2 separate regions of the Gossypium hirsutum genome follow, and region 2 is linked to region 1. The links are chromatin contacts, called in public Hi-C maps. All regions are on one chromosome and are shown on one strand. Each heading gives the region's core, a stretch centred on a gene start, on an enhancer-like site or on the middle of the called end of the contact. The rest is flanking DNA. Distances are from core to core; before and after follow the strand shown.

Region 1 (6,552 bases), core at 2,367-4,866:
TGCAGGCCTAGACATTCACCCCTAAGAAGATTGAAGTTGACAAAAGAGCTTCATTTGACATGTATAATTCCAGTGAACTGATAACTGAGAACAAATGAACCAAATGCCAATAAGTAGGCCTGAGGTTGATACTTGACAACTCTATTTGTTTAAGTATTACTTCAAAGGGTTTTGAAGAAATCTAAGATTGAACTCTATTTAACATTTCTCCTGATCGCTAGACTTTTGTTTAGCTTTATGAATGTTTTTGGAATTGTGTGCTACCTTTTTTCTGCTGTATTTTGCGTTCCACATGTAGAACCATCTAGGTCTTTTGGTTATGCATATTGCATTTTTGATTCTTCATCCATTGGTACCACCTAATCATGCCATGTGGAACATATTTGGAACTCAAAAACTGGGTTTGATTTGAACAGAAAAATCATTGACTGAGAGGGTTCAAGAAGCACCAATGAATAGATGGAAAAGATATAAACGAGCTGCATCATTTGATTCAAGGAAAATATTCTTCCTTTTCTCAATCCTGTAAGGTCTTGAATTCCTAGCAAATAAACAGTTTACTTTTGAACTTCACATTTTTATTATTACTTCCATTTAGTAAGATTTTAATCATTGTTAGCATCTTTGAAATAACCGCATTGGTAATCAAATCCCATGGTTCTAACGTGATTGAGGAGTGAGAGAAATACATTAATAAGGATTATGTATAACCAGTAGATATCCAAAATTAAAACACTTAAGAACTAGTTGACATCTATGGAGGAAATATTTTGCTTAGGACAAGAAGGTTTAAGATGTTAGGGAGATCAACTTGAACTTGGGCATAAACAATTGAGTTTGAAGTTGAGCATGAAAATTGAGCTTATTTTACTAGGTAAATGAACTTAATTGAGCCTAATCTATCATGTTCAAGCAATTCAATATTTATTTGGAATCGAGCTTGAGCTTTAAGAGTAAAACTCAATCAAGCTCAAACCGAATTTCATGTCTCTAAGTCTGAGTTGATCGAGCTTCTTACAGTTGGAACTCCACTGGACTTGCGGTTACACCTCTACCCTTAACCTGACGGAGTCTAATATTTTTACAATGAAGTAGGTTTGCTCCATTGTTGTCAGAATTTTGGCAGTAATGCAGCACATGGTATTTGAAACCTACCATAAGGTTTCCTAGTACTAACAGTAATCAGAGGAGTCCCTTCCGATCAATGGCTTATTGTTTCCTTCTTTGGCTCAGGTCATGTTTGGGGACATTGATATTGATTTATCTGACGCTGAGAGTTACGGCAAACTATTGATGTGTTCAATCTACGTCAGTCAGGTTCAAATGTGAGTGCGGTATACAAGTGTGTTGAATTTTTTTTTCTAGATTTCATGATCATATCCTGTACTCATGTCTGGATATAGTACGAGTACCTAAAAGATAAAGTGAAAAGTCGGAGTAACATAGGATTCAATCATGTCTTGTACCTTCTTCTTTATTTTGTTGAGCATCTTTTCTTGAAGTTTATTGAGATTTCGTGTTTTGAGAACTGCTGCTTTATAGTTTAGCTTTCTAAATGTCAATATTATTGATTTTCCACTGTAAATATGACCAGTGATTCAGTAATTCATCATCTCTTTATCATTGTAAGGGTCCGTTTGTTTACATGGAAAAGATTTTACGAAAAATATTTTTTTCATTTTTCTGTGTTTGTTTCACAGAAAATAATTTGGTCAACAGAAAATGACTTACAGATCAAGATAAAATAAGCTCTTTTTCCTGTAAAAATAACTTACTATTTTGGAAACAGTAAGTCATTTTCCGGAAAAGAGCTCATTTATAGATAATTTTATATTTTATAAAAATTAACTTAAATCAAGCTTAATATTATTATATTGATAATAATTTTTATTTTTTTTAAAAATATTTAAAATATTATATTTTTCAATATTATTAAACATACATATTTAATTATTTATATTTAGTGATATAATAAATAATAAATTATTTAATATTTCAATTTTATTTTAATAATAAATTTTAAAAATAATAATTTAAAATAATATTATTCACATATTATTGAAAATATTCAATACTAATATTTTAATAATAAATGTTTTGTAGTATAAAGGTTAAAATATATGTACACTTGTAATTTAGTCTTTGTACTTTTATTTTCAAGAATTTGTCCCTTTACTTTTCAAATTTGAAAATCAAGTCCAATTGTTGACATCGTAGTCATGTAATTAAAAAATGACGTTGTAATGAATCTGAATTTAACATAATATTTTTAATATATACAAAAACGATGTAAAATATAAAATTATAGATAAAAATAAATTTAATTAAACAATGAGAAAATAAGAAAATCTCAAATGCATGTTTGTTTAATTGAAAACAACTTTTATGAAATGTTTTTAAGAAATATACCAAACAACAGAAAATATTTTATACAGTTTCATCCAAACACCAGAAAATATTAGCTTTTCCAGAAAAGTAAATCATTTTCCAGAAATTATTTTCCTAAAATGTCAATAATATTTTCCTGGTTAATGCAATATAATTTTTAATTTTTTATTGGGTTAATATATCAATCAGTGCTTAAGTTTGATTTTAGTATTTAATTTGGTATTTGAGGTTTTTTTGTCTCAATTTGGTACTTGGATTTGGTTTCAATATTCAATTTGGTATCTAAACCAAATGAGATTATGTGGCCCAAAAAATTTTCAACACATGCTATAGTAAAAAAACATAAGTACCAAATTGAACATATTGAAACTAAACTCAGGTACCTAATTAAGACAAAAAAATTTTAAGTATCAAAATAGAAAAACTTAGGTACCAAAGTGAACATTAAAGCTAAATTTTAAGTATCAACTTGAATACTGAAGTTAAACTTAGGTGCTAAATACAAAATATCGTCTTTATAATAATATTTTGCGACAACAACCAATTTTTTAAAAAAAATTAATTTTTTAAGTTTTATTTTAGTTCTATAACTTTTCACTTATTGTTATGAACTACGTTCTGTATTAAATTAATTCTTCATAATAACATATGATCTAAATTTTTAAGTGAAATTATAACTAATTCATGTAAGTAAACCTGCATTTTTCATGGACTCCCCCACTGTGGGGCTTGTGCCGAGCCTCTTATTTCTCAGGCTTGACCGGTCGCTAGTAGAGGCTCGTTTTTCTCAAGTTTGACACTGTACACTTGATTCGAAGAGCATTTCTTGTTGGGGCTATGCGGAGATCCATCGGGAAGATTATGAGAAAAAACGCACCAGTTCATAGTGTTTTTGGTGGTTGAAGTCCAATGATGAGTTTGTTCTTGGCTTGTTTGAAATTTAGTAATGTTATTCTTATTTTTTTGTTTTGTTGTTGTAGCAGTTTTTTTACGACTAAGTGTTGTTTTCATATGGTCTAATATTTGATCAGGTGTTACAGACATCTTTCACCAACCAGACTCCCCACTCCAACTTGGGTACTGGGCTTGGGCTTAAAACCCCTTATACTTTTTATGTGTTCTGAATTTTTTTAACCTTTCGACCTGTAATGGAATCTTCATAGTTAAAAAGTAAAAATAATGGAAAAGCCTAGAATACGGTGCTCTAGAGTGGGCTAAACCTCAGTTGAAGCCTCAAACTCTCATACCAACATATCATTCTAGAAAGTGCCGGAAAAGACGAAATGTCAATTATGCCCCTGGTGGAGATTTCCTTTTTGTTCATTTCCTCATTGAGGTTGGAGCGCATTAAACTAGACTTTGCTCTTTCTTCTGTTTACTGTGTTTCCAAAATCAAGAGCTTTCAACACACTCCTTCACTCCAAACCCACCAGAAAGAAACCATGTCAATTGTCCCGATCAATGGCCAACAAGGCACACCCACTGATCCTTTCTCTCTTGAATTATGGGATCCATTCAACAACTTGGATGTTTTGAACCCATTCTCCCATTCTTTCCCTTTCCCTTTCCCTTCATTTCTTTCCACCCATTTCCCTGGTTTCTCCTCTGAAATTTTCCCCTCCTTGGGAACCCAACTCAACTGTGTAGAAACCCCAAGGGCCCATGTCTACAAAGCCTACCTTCCAGGGGTCACCAGAGATGAAGTTCTGGTTTTCATCGATGATGACAGGATGCTTCAGATAAGCACTGAAAATGGTAACTTCATGAGCAGGTTCAAGTTGCCCGACAATGCAAGGACTGATGAGATTGAAGGTTTTATGGAGAATGGGATGCTCATCGTCACTATTGGGAAGCAAACTCAAGCTCCGGAGAGGCCAAATGTTAGGGTCGTTGAAATCACAGAGTAATTTCACTTTTTTTTTTTAATGCAAAATGTCAAGTGATGCTCTACTCTATGGTGTTTGTTTTGTTTTGAAGCTTGAAAAAATGTGTTTAATGTCAAAGAGTAAGTCGGTTCTTGTACTAGAACAGTAGTTTTAGTAGTAATAAAAGCACTTTTGTGTTGTGTACTTTGCTTCAACTTTGGTTTAAGAAGTTAGGAACAGAATTCAAGCCGATACAATACCTCAATTCATCACCGCCTGTCAGAAGATATTTGGATAAAATTAAAGATTAGATGAGTAGAGGATGTTGAGGTGGAAGAGAAAATTCCATTATTCAGGGGAAAGAATCTAAGTTTTGTTAATAGACATGAACAAGTTGAAACAATTTCGGAACTTCATTTTTAAGATAAAGAAATCGAAACTCGAAATGGTAAATTGTTGGAACTGGTAAAAGGATGAACAATTCCAAAGGGGCTGAAGATGATGACACCCAGGGATGGATGGATCCAGGTAGGGTTTTTCATGGGTCTGGCTATTTGGCTCGAGAGTTCGCTCGAAATGTGAGAGGAGTAAAAATATAGGCCAAAAAATAAGTTTGGACAAAAAAAGAGTGGCTAATTTAAAAAATGAATTTAAAAAATGAATTGAGTCTTGGGTCAGATAAGTCTTGGGTAAAATATTTTTAGCCTAGGTTTAGCTCGGCTTGGTTCAACTCGAATTTATTAAAGGATAAAAAATTTATATATATATTTTTTTTTATTTTTGAATGTTATTTTTTTTATTTTGTTATTATTTTATTATTATGTTGTTATTATTTAGATATTGTATAAAATTTATTTTCTTGTTAACTTTGTTATTATTTTATAAGTATTTGTTAATTTTTTTATTATTTTAGAGGTATTTACTTGTTAAGTTGTATTTATTTTAATGGTATTTAAGTCTATATATTTTTTAAAATTTATTTTCAATTTTTTAGAAATATTTATTTTGATGTTTTTAGTATTTTTGATGTATTATATAATTTTAAAATAATATAAAAATTAATATGGGTGGGTTGGACCGGGCTTGAGTTTTAATATTTTTATTCAAGTCGAGCTTGAATAAAATTTTAAGCCTGTTTTTTGAAATCGGCCCAGATTGTCTCATGAATACCTCTAGGTTCAAGACCCTATTATTGTGTCTAGGTTATAATTTATATTATCAAAATATTTTTTATTTTTTAATTATATAATAATTAAATATTAATATATGATAGGGCTTGAAAGGCTAAATTTAAAGGTTGAGTATGGATTTTAAAGCAAATTTCACAAATTAATTGATTTGGCTTATATCTATATATATTAGGTTTGTGATTTTTTTTTTTATATTTTGATTTATATGTCTTGCTAATGAATTTTGTTCTTTGGGTAATGTCTCAACATTATCGAGAGAAAAAGAAAGGAATTTAAGGATTTGATGTCACGATTAAAAGCACAAAACAAAAATACAAATTATCTTCTTTTCAGCTCTTTATGTAAAAGACTTTTCGCTAAATATTTTTGTATAAATTATGTTATTTATTTGACTTATTTTTTTTTCTTTTTCGTACCATGTTGTTGTTTAATATATTATTATAATCTTTAAGTTTTTTAATTTGGAAAGAAAATATTTGAGAGAAATTGACATTTTTTTATATTAAAAAAAATTATAAAATGATGGTGATAATATTAGATAGTGTAGCGTAAAATAAAAAGTAAATTAAATATACTGCATCTAAGTCTCGAAATTCTTACAATAACTGTAAATTCGATTCCACCCTATTTATAATTTATTAATTAAATCTTTTAAATTTCCAATATTAAATAAATAATGAATGCAAACTTTTCAAATAAGAAACAAGTTGAGAAAGAAAATAAAAGATATTGAATCAAGACCCGACCTTGTACCTGTGATTATGAAATTTAGAGTTGATGGTGAGAGGGTATTAAGTTGTAAAATTTAAAATCACTAGTGGAATAAAAAAAAAAGCATATAATTTCATCTTTAGTATTGCAGTATCCAGGTGATCCAAAAATTCAGAAGCATTCATTTATAAATCTGATGTGATAAACTTGAAACTTGTTACCATAATTTTAAAATACTATACTTAAATTGCTTTGAATAATCAAATATGCTGTCTTTAATCACAATTTTCTCTTACTTCAAATTTAACACAAAATAATTGAAAGTTATATTTTTATTTTATATGGCTCTACCATTGTTACCTTCACAATCTTCATTCCATATTTGCCTACAAAGTTCG
Region 2 (6,114 bases), core at 458-2,957, 650 kb after region 1:
TTTTGGTGAAATTTTTAATATAGTTTTAAGATGTTAGTAAACACATTTTATCTTCTAATTTGAAAGTAAAAAAGAATTATAAATAATTCTATATTTTATATTAAAAATAAACTATGATTTTATAATATAATTATCATTTTTATCGGGAATAAAATCACGAAGACGAATAATCTCGTATTAAAACGCAACTCCAAAATCTTTACGTCACAAAATCTCGGTCCTCAACAACACAGCCACGCATTTAGCAGGAATCTAATGCAAAAAATTTCTGAAATACTTTTAAGAAAAAATCAAAGGGAGGATTTAACTTTTGAAATTTATCTTTTAATCTCCTTTTGATATCTAAATACACTAAACTATTAATTTTGTTCCGATTTATTTTGAAATTTATTTTTTATTGGAAGTCGATAAGTTTTTTTTTTACATAAATAAAACGAAAAAAATAATATAAGTATCCAAATGAAAGAAAAAAAATAGAGTGAGAAAAAAAATATGAGGGAAAAAAATTAGTAAAAAAAAAACTGCTCAATAGAAAAAAGGTTCCTAAATAAGGAATCCTACAAGGGCGCATTTTAGCAATGATCTAAAGCGAAAACCGCGAAACTCGTAGCAAAAAATAGCATAAATTGAAGGATATGGTAAGCAAAAATTATAAAATAAAACACATTAAAAAAAATAAAGGATAGCTTACCAGAGCTACAAGGTGGTTATTGACAAGAGCCGACAAGAACATGGAAGCTAGAGTTTCACCGGCGCATGTTAGCGCGACGTAACTAACCGTAACCGCCATCGAACTGTGGGCAACTTCAGTATTTCACTACGGCCAACGATAAACCTAAAGGCAACCTGCACAAATAAAAAAAGCATCCGTACCGTTAGATCTAAGCTGAAGCTGTATCAGCGGTTAGATCTGTCACTTTATTCCTACAGAATATAGTACGAACTAGCAAAAGCAAAAGGAAATTAAGAAAATTAAGAAAATAAAAAAAATATTTCCCTAATAGTGCAAATAAATTAAAACAAAAAGGAAACAGCGGGAATTTATAAATTAAAAAAAACAAAGTTTTCTTTAAAAGAAAAACACAACAAAGTACCTTGAATTACGAGCAAAACTCGCCGGCGGAAAGTTGTTTTTGGTATAAATTAGCTTTTGGTTTTTGGAAAAACACAACTCACCTAAAATTAATTAAAGATTAAAGAGAGCGTTAGGGAATTCGAAAGAAGAAGAAGAAAAAAGATGTGAGGAACGAAACATACCGAGAAACGAAGATGAGGAAGGCGGAGAGAGTAGATCTGAGGAATTACAGAGCTAAAATCAAAAGGAAAGGAGAAAACAGAGAAGCTTAGGAGGGAGGCGAAAGTAGATCTGAGGATTTGCAGGACTAAAAGCAGAGGAAACAAGCAAAAGGATAAGCGTTCATTGTGGACCGTCGGATCGTGATCAAGGAGACATGGAGAGGAAGAAAAGATATAGCAAAAGCAAAAGGGAGGAAGAGAAAGAGAGTACTGGGGATTGGGAGTGACTGCCCGTCATTTTTCCCAGTCAGGAATCGGGCAAGACGGGCAGCTTACTATCAATTCATCGTGTTAAATGACCGTTGAGTTCGGGCTGCCCGGAAATGAAAGTAAGGCAATATATTAATTAATTCAATTTTCGGATGTCATTTAATTAATTATGTTTTAAAAATTTTGGCTTTTTTGTTTAAACTATCTCACGTGTCCTTTACTTCCAAGTCTAAGGTTAGTTAAAAGTTTTACTTCAAAATAAATAAATAAAATGTTAAAAAATGATTTCGGATTATTATTTTCTAGCCTTTTTAATTTATGAATGTAGTATCCCAATTTCTATTTTTTATTTTTTTATATAATACCATATCTGAAATTAAACACACATCACGATTGTTATGAGACCCAAACCTTTCCCTTAATTTTCTAGCCTTACCTAGTAATGTGTTATTTTTTTATTTAATTTTTAAATTAATTTCAGTAGGCTAAATGTCAAAATATCATTAAACTGATACATTTTGTGGAAGTAAATCTTATTTCTTTTATGGGTAAATTACACAGTTAGTCATCTAATTTTTAGGATATTTTTATTTTGGTCACCCCAAATAAAATTCTTGCAATTTTATCACTCAGCTTTTAAGGTGCTTTCATTTTAGTCGTCCGAGCGTTAAATCTTTAATGATAGTTGACTGTACATACCAAATTATGTTTACACTTCCATTTTGGTCACCATCCAACTTATAGGTCGCTTTCATTTTGGTTACCTAAAAAAATTATCATTTTTTAATTTATTGATTGGAGTAAAAAAAATATTAAGGATTAAAGTGAAAAAACAGTAGAAACTAAAATACTGCATTAAAAAATTTTATCAAATTGTATTTGTTTACCGGATGTTCTACATTTTTTTCAGTGTTGAAATTTTAAATTTCAAAACATCAAAATTAGTTAAATAAATTATTGAAAAAAATTATTTTGATAAACTTAAAATAAAATTTTGAAAGGAGATTAACTTAATTAATTTTAATATTATAGTAACAAATTAGTTGACATGACCAAGGGATAAAAATTTTCAACAATTTATTTAATTGATTTTGATGTTTTAAAAATTAAATTTTTAATATTGAAAAAAAATTAGAATTTTCAGCAATGAGATAAACAAGTATAATTTTACAATTTTTTTAATGCATCATTTTAGTTTCTACCAATTTTTCACTTTAATCATTAATGTTTTTTAATCCGATCAATACTTAAAAAAAGATTCTTTTGTTGTTCAAAAAAAATTCTTTTGTGACCAAAATAAAAATGACATTGAAGTTGAGTGACGAAAATGAAAATATAAATATGATGTGATATGTACAGTCATCCATTATTAAAAATTTAATACTTGAATGATTAAAATGAAAATACTCTAAACATTAAATAATGAAATACAAAAATATCATTTTAAGTGACCAAAATGAAAACACTTGAAAAAGTAGTCACCAATAGTTTACCCTTTTCTTACAATTAAATAAACTTTATTATGTGATTTTCTTTTAAGAAAACCTTTAATTTTAACTAGAAGTAAAAGTACTTTTTTTATCAGTTGTTTTTTCATGCTAAATTACTCATTAGGCATGATGACAGTATTTTCTTTTTCAGTGATTTGGACAAACACACATAAAATAAAATAAAAACCCTTTTATCCCTTTTTTTTTTTTTGAATTTGACACATTTCATAAAATTTATGAGTCATACAAGATTTAATCTAAATTTCTAATTTTGGGAATAAAATTTATATAGATTGTTTGTATCTTGAGAATATTATTATATAGTGGGACTTCTTTATAATAATTTACATATATAACAACATTTTATTAAAACAAGTATATTGTAAAATCAATTTTTTATTTTTTATTTTTACAGTTATAAATTATGAAATATATTTTTTATTAAATTTATTTTCTATAATAACTTTAATAAAAACATTTTTATTCGTTAGTGAAATAAAAGTTTTAATATATTACTCCAATAAATTATTTAAATTTTGCAAAAAATCTATTAACCATATTTAATCAAGTAAAAATAATTTTTAATAAAAGAAATTTTATTTATAAATTTTATTAAATTTATTATCTAAATCTCACTAATCAATATTATTAATATTTTATAGTTTTTAATTTGAAAATTAAAAAAGTTCAAATATGATCTCGAAGGTTGTCATAGAGAAATCAAATATTGTTATGGTTTTATAACAATTATATCTCTATAACATCCAAAATTTTGAAAAAATAAACGAGGACATTATGAAAGAGTTATATTTTAATTTCTTCTAAAGAAATGTTAGTTTACTATTACAGTCAAAAAATAATTTTGCGAAGATAAAATATTGGTAAAAGTATCATAGAAACTCCCATGCTAGGAGTCAAATTGCATTTTGCTTCATTTACCCAAAAAGGGCAAATTAATCCATATATATTAGATCAAAGAGGAAACTAATTATTCTATTAAAAATTTTATTTATTTTTATTGTTAAAAAATTATTCATACACATCAATATAAGGTACATGTGGCATTTCATATGTTACTGTTTGGTTATTCTATCAGTCATGCTAGTTTTTAATAGTGTAAATAGATATAAGTGGAATTTTTAACAAAAATGACCAATTTGCTCATTGGTTTAACATATAGGGATCAATTTACCCCTTTTTTTTTATTAGAGTGGGAAAATGCAATTTGACTCTTAATACAAAAGCCTCCATAATATTTTTACCATAAAATGTTCATTTTAAACATGATTTTATAAAGTATAAGACTTGATGGGAATAAAAGATAATTTCATTGAAAAGCACTTTTCGAATGTGATTTGGGTTAAAATCTCATTTTAAAATCAAGATTTGATTTGAAAAAACTACCTATTTACTTCTTCTTTTTTCAAATGTTGTTCGAGTTGAAAAGTATTTTTCAAACTCAATAGTAAGCAAAACCGAAGTTGAATTTTCTAGGGACCGATTTCCTAAATACACTATAAATTTTAACCTGTTGTAATAAATAATTTTCACTTGTTTTAATAATATTTGTTTTGTTTTAATATAATAAAAAATATGTTTTTTTTCGTGTATATCAAAATTAAAAATAATTCTCTGCTCTCATTTAATATTTTCTTTTTAGATAAAATTTTGTTAGTATTCTTAAAAAAATTAAATAGTGTGAGTTTTCTTGTCGATTCTGCAAATTTTAACCATTTAAAATTATTGTTTTCTTAAAACTTTATTATTTAAATGTTTTTGTATGGCATTAGGGAATTATTGAATATGTTTTTTTAATAATTTTATTACAGGTTCTGGTTATATTTGGTTTTTTTTACTATGTCTATAATTATTTATAATTTCTCTCAACCCATAAATAAGAGGATAATGTATTTCAACACACTAGAACTCATATCCTCCTACATTAACAATAATTTTTATACCAATCGAGGTAAGACTTAATCGACTATTACTAGATTTGTCTTATATATTTATAATTCTAATGAAAATATAAATTAATATTTATACATATTCTATATTTGAGGTTAAATAAAAAAAATAAATGAAGTAAAATCCAACCAAATTATGAATACATTGTAAAAAACCCGATCCTTGGTTGTGATAATGTTTTGATTACTTTATGAAGTACTTTAGAAAAATGAATTTATTCCTAGTCATTATTAGAGTAAGTGCACACATGTATTATCAAAATACATATATGCTTAAATGATAAGGAATTTAGGAACAAGATTTCTTCAACGTTTGAGTGGCATGAAAATTATACATATATATATATATATAAAATAAAGTATCCTCTTTGAGTGGATGGGGTAGGATTGGGTGAACATCATAATAGGTTTATTCAGCTTGGGAATGACTTACAAGTAACCAAGCAGGCCCCAGTTTAATATAAACCAATTTCTTTTTGGAATTCAAACCAAAAATAATAGATAAATACAATTTGGGTAAAAGAAATCCTCCTCGGAGTTTTTACATTCTAATTCTATAGAATTAGTAATATGTTAGTTCAATAGATATGTTAAAGGTGAGGTATCTGTTCAAATTCGAAGGTTAATTTAAATCTTAGGAGAGGTTGACGAAAATATTAGACTTATTTAAAATGTGGGTCGAACTCAAATTTCAACATTCTCAAGCTTAGCTTAACTCGACCCATTTTTTAATTTGTATTATATTGTATTTTTACTATTTTTATATATTATATAATTTATAATACAAAAAATTTAAATATATAGTACTATAATGTAAACATTGAAAAAATGTTAAGTTACCTATAAATAAAATTTTAATAAATGAAAAGATTTAAGATTATTAAATTTTAAATTAAAATAATATAAATATTTTAAAAAATTTAAAGATAATAATATAGATGGGAATAAAATGGGCTTGGATTAGTGGTGGGCAAAATTCTTGAGCCCATATTTGGGCTAGATCGAGTTTAGGGCAAGCATAAAATGTGCTAATATCATGATAAATTCAGCTAGATCTGATCCATGAACACTTCTAATTTAAACGTATGTTCGATATTTGAGATGTTTTAACTAAAAAATCAGTCATGAAAAAATGACTTGCGCAAAAAAAT

The links. A called contact is a pair of places that touch in the nucleus more often than the background predicts.
Region 2: a Hi-C map of leaf shows a contact between it and region 1, with 2.3 times the contacts expected there. The contact joins the promoter of LOC121208243 here to the promoter of LOC107914391 in region 1. A contact is called at or near these places in 13 of 34 Hi-C or Micro-C datasets (callus, hypocotyl, leaf and 1 more).

The regions. Positions count from the first base shown.
Region 1 is chrA10:15,342,597-15,349,148 of Gossypium_hirsutum_v2.1, forward strand. LOC107914391 (18.5 kDa class IV heat shock protein) reads left to right here and starts at 3,617. Exons shown (of 1, transcript XM_016843292.2): 1 at 3,617-4,457. The coding sequence starts at 3,672. The coding sequence ends at 4,295. It overlaps LOC121208238, which reads left to right. Exons shown (of 7, transcript XM_041078784.1): 6 at 417-525; 7 at 1,234-1,528. The coding sequence ends at 1,294.
Region 2 is chrA10:15,991,368-15,997,481 of Gossypium_hirsutum_v2.1, forward strand. It overlaps LOC121208243 (phosphopantothenoylcysteine decarboxylase subunit VHS3), which reads right to left and starts at 1,708. Exons shown (of 3, transcript XM_041078787.1): 1 at 1,258-1,708; 2 at 692-846. The coding sequence starts at 790.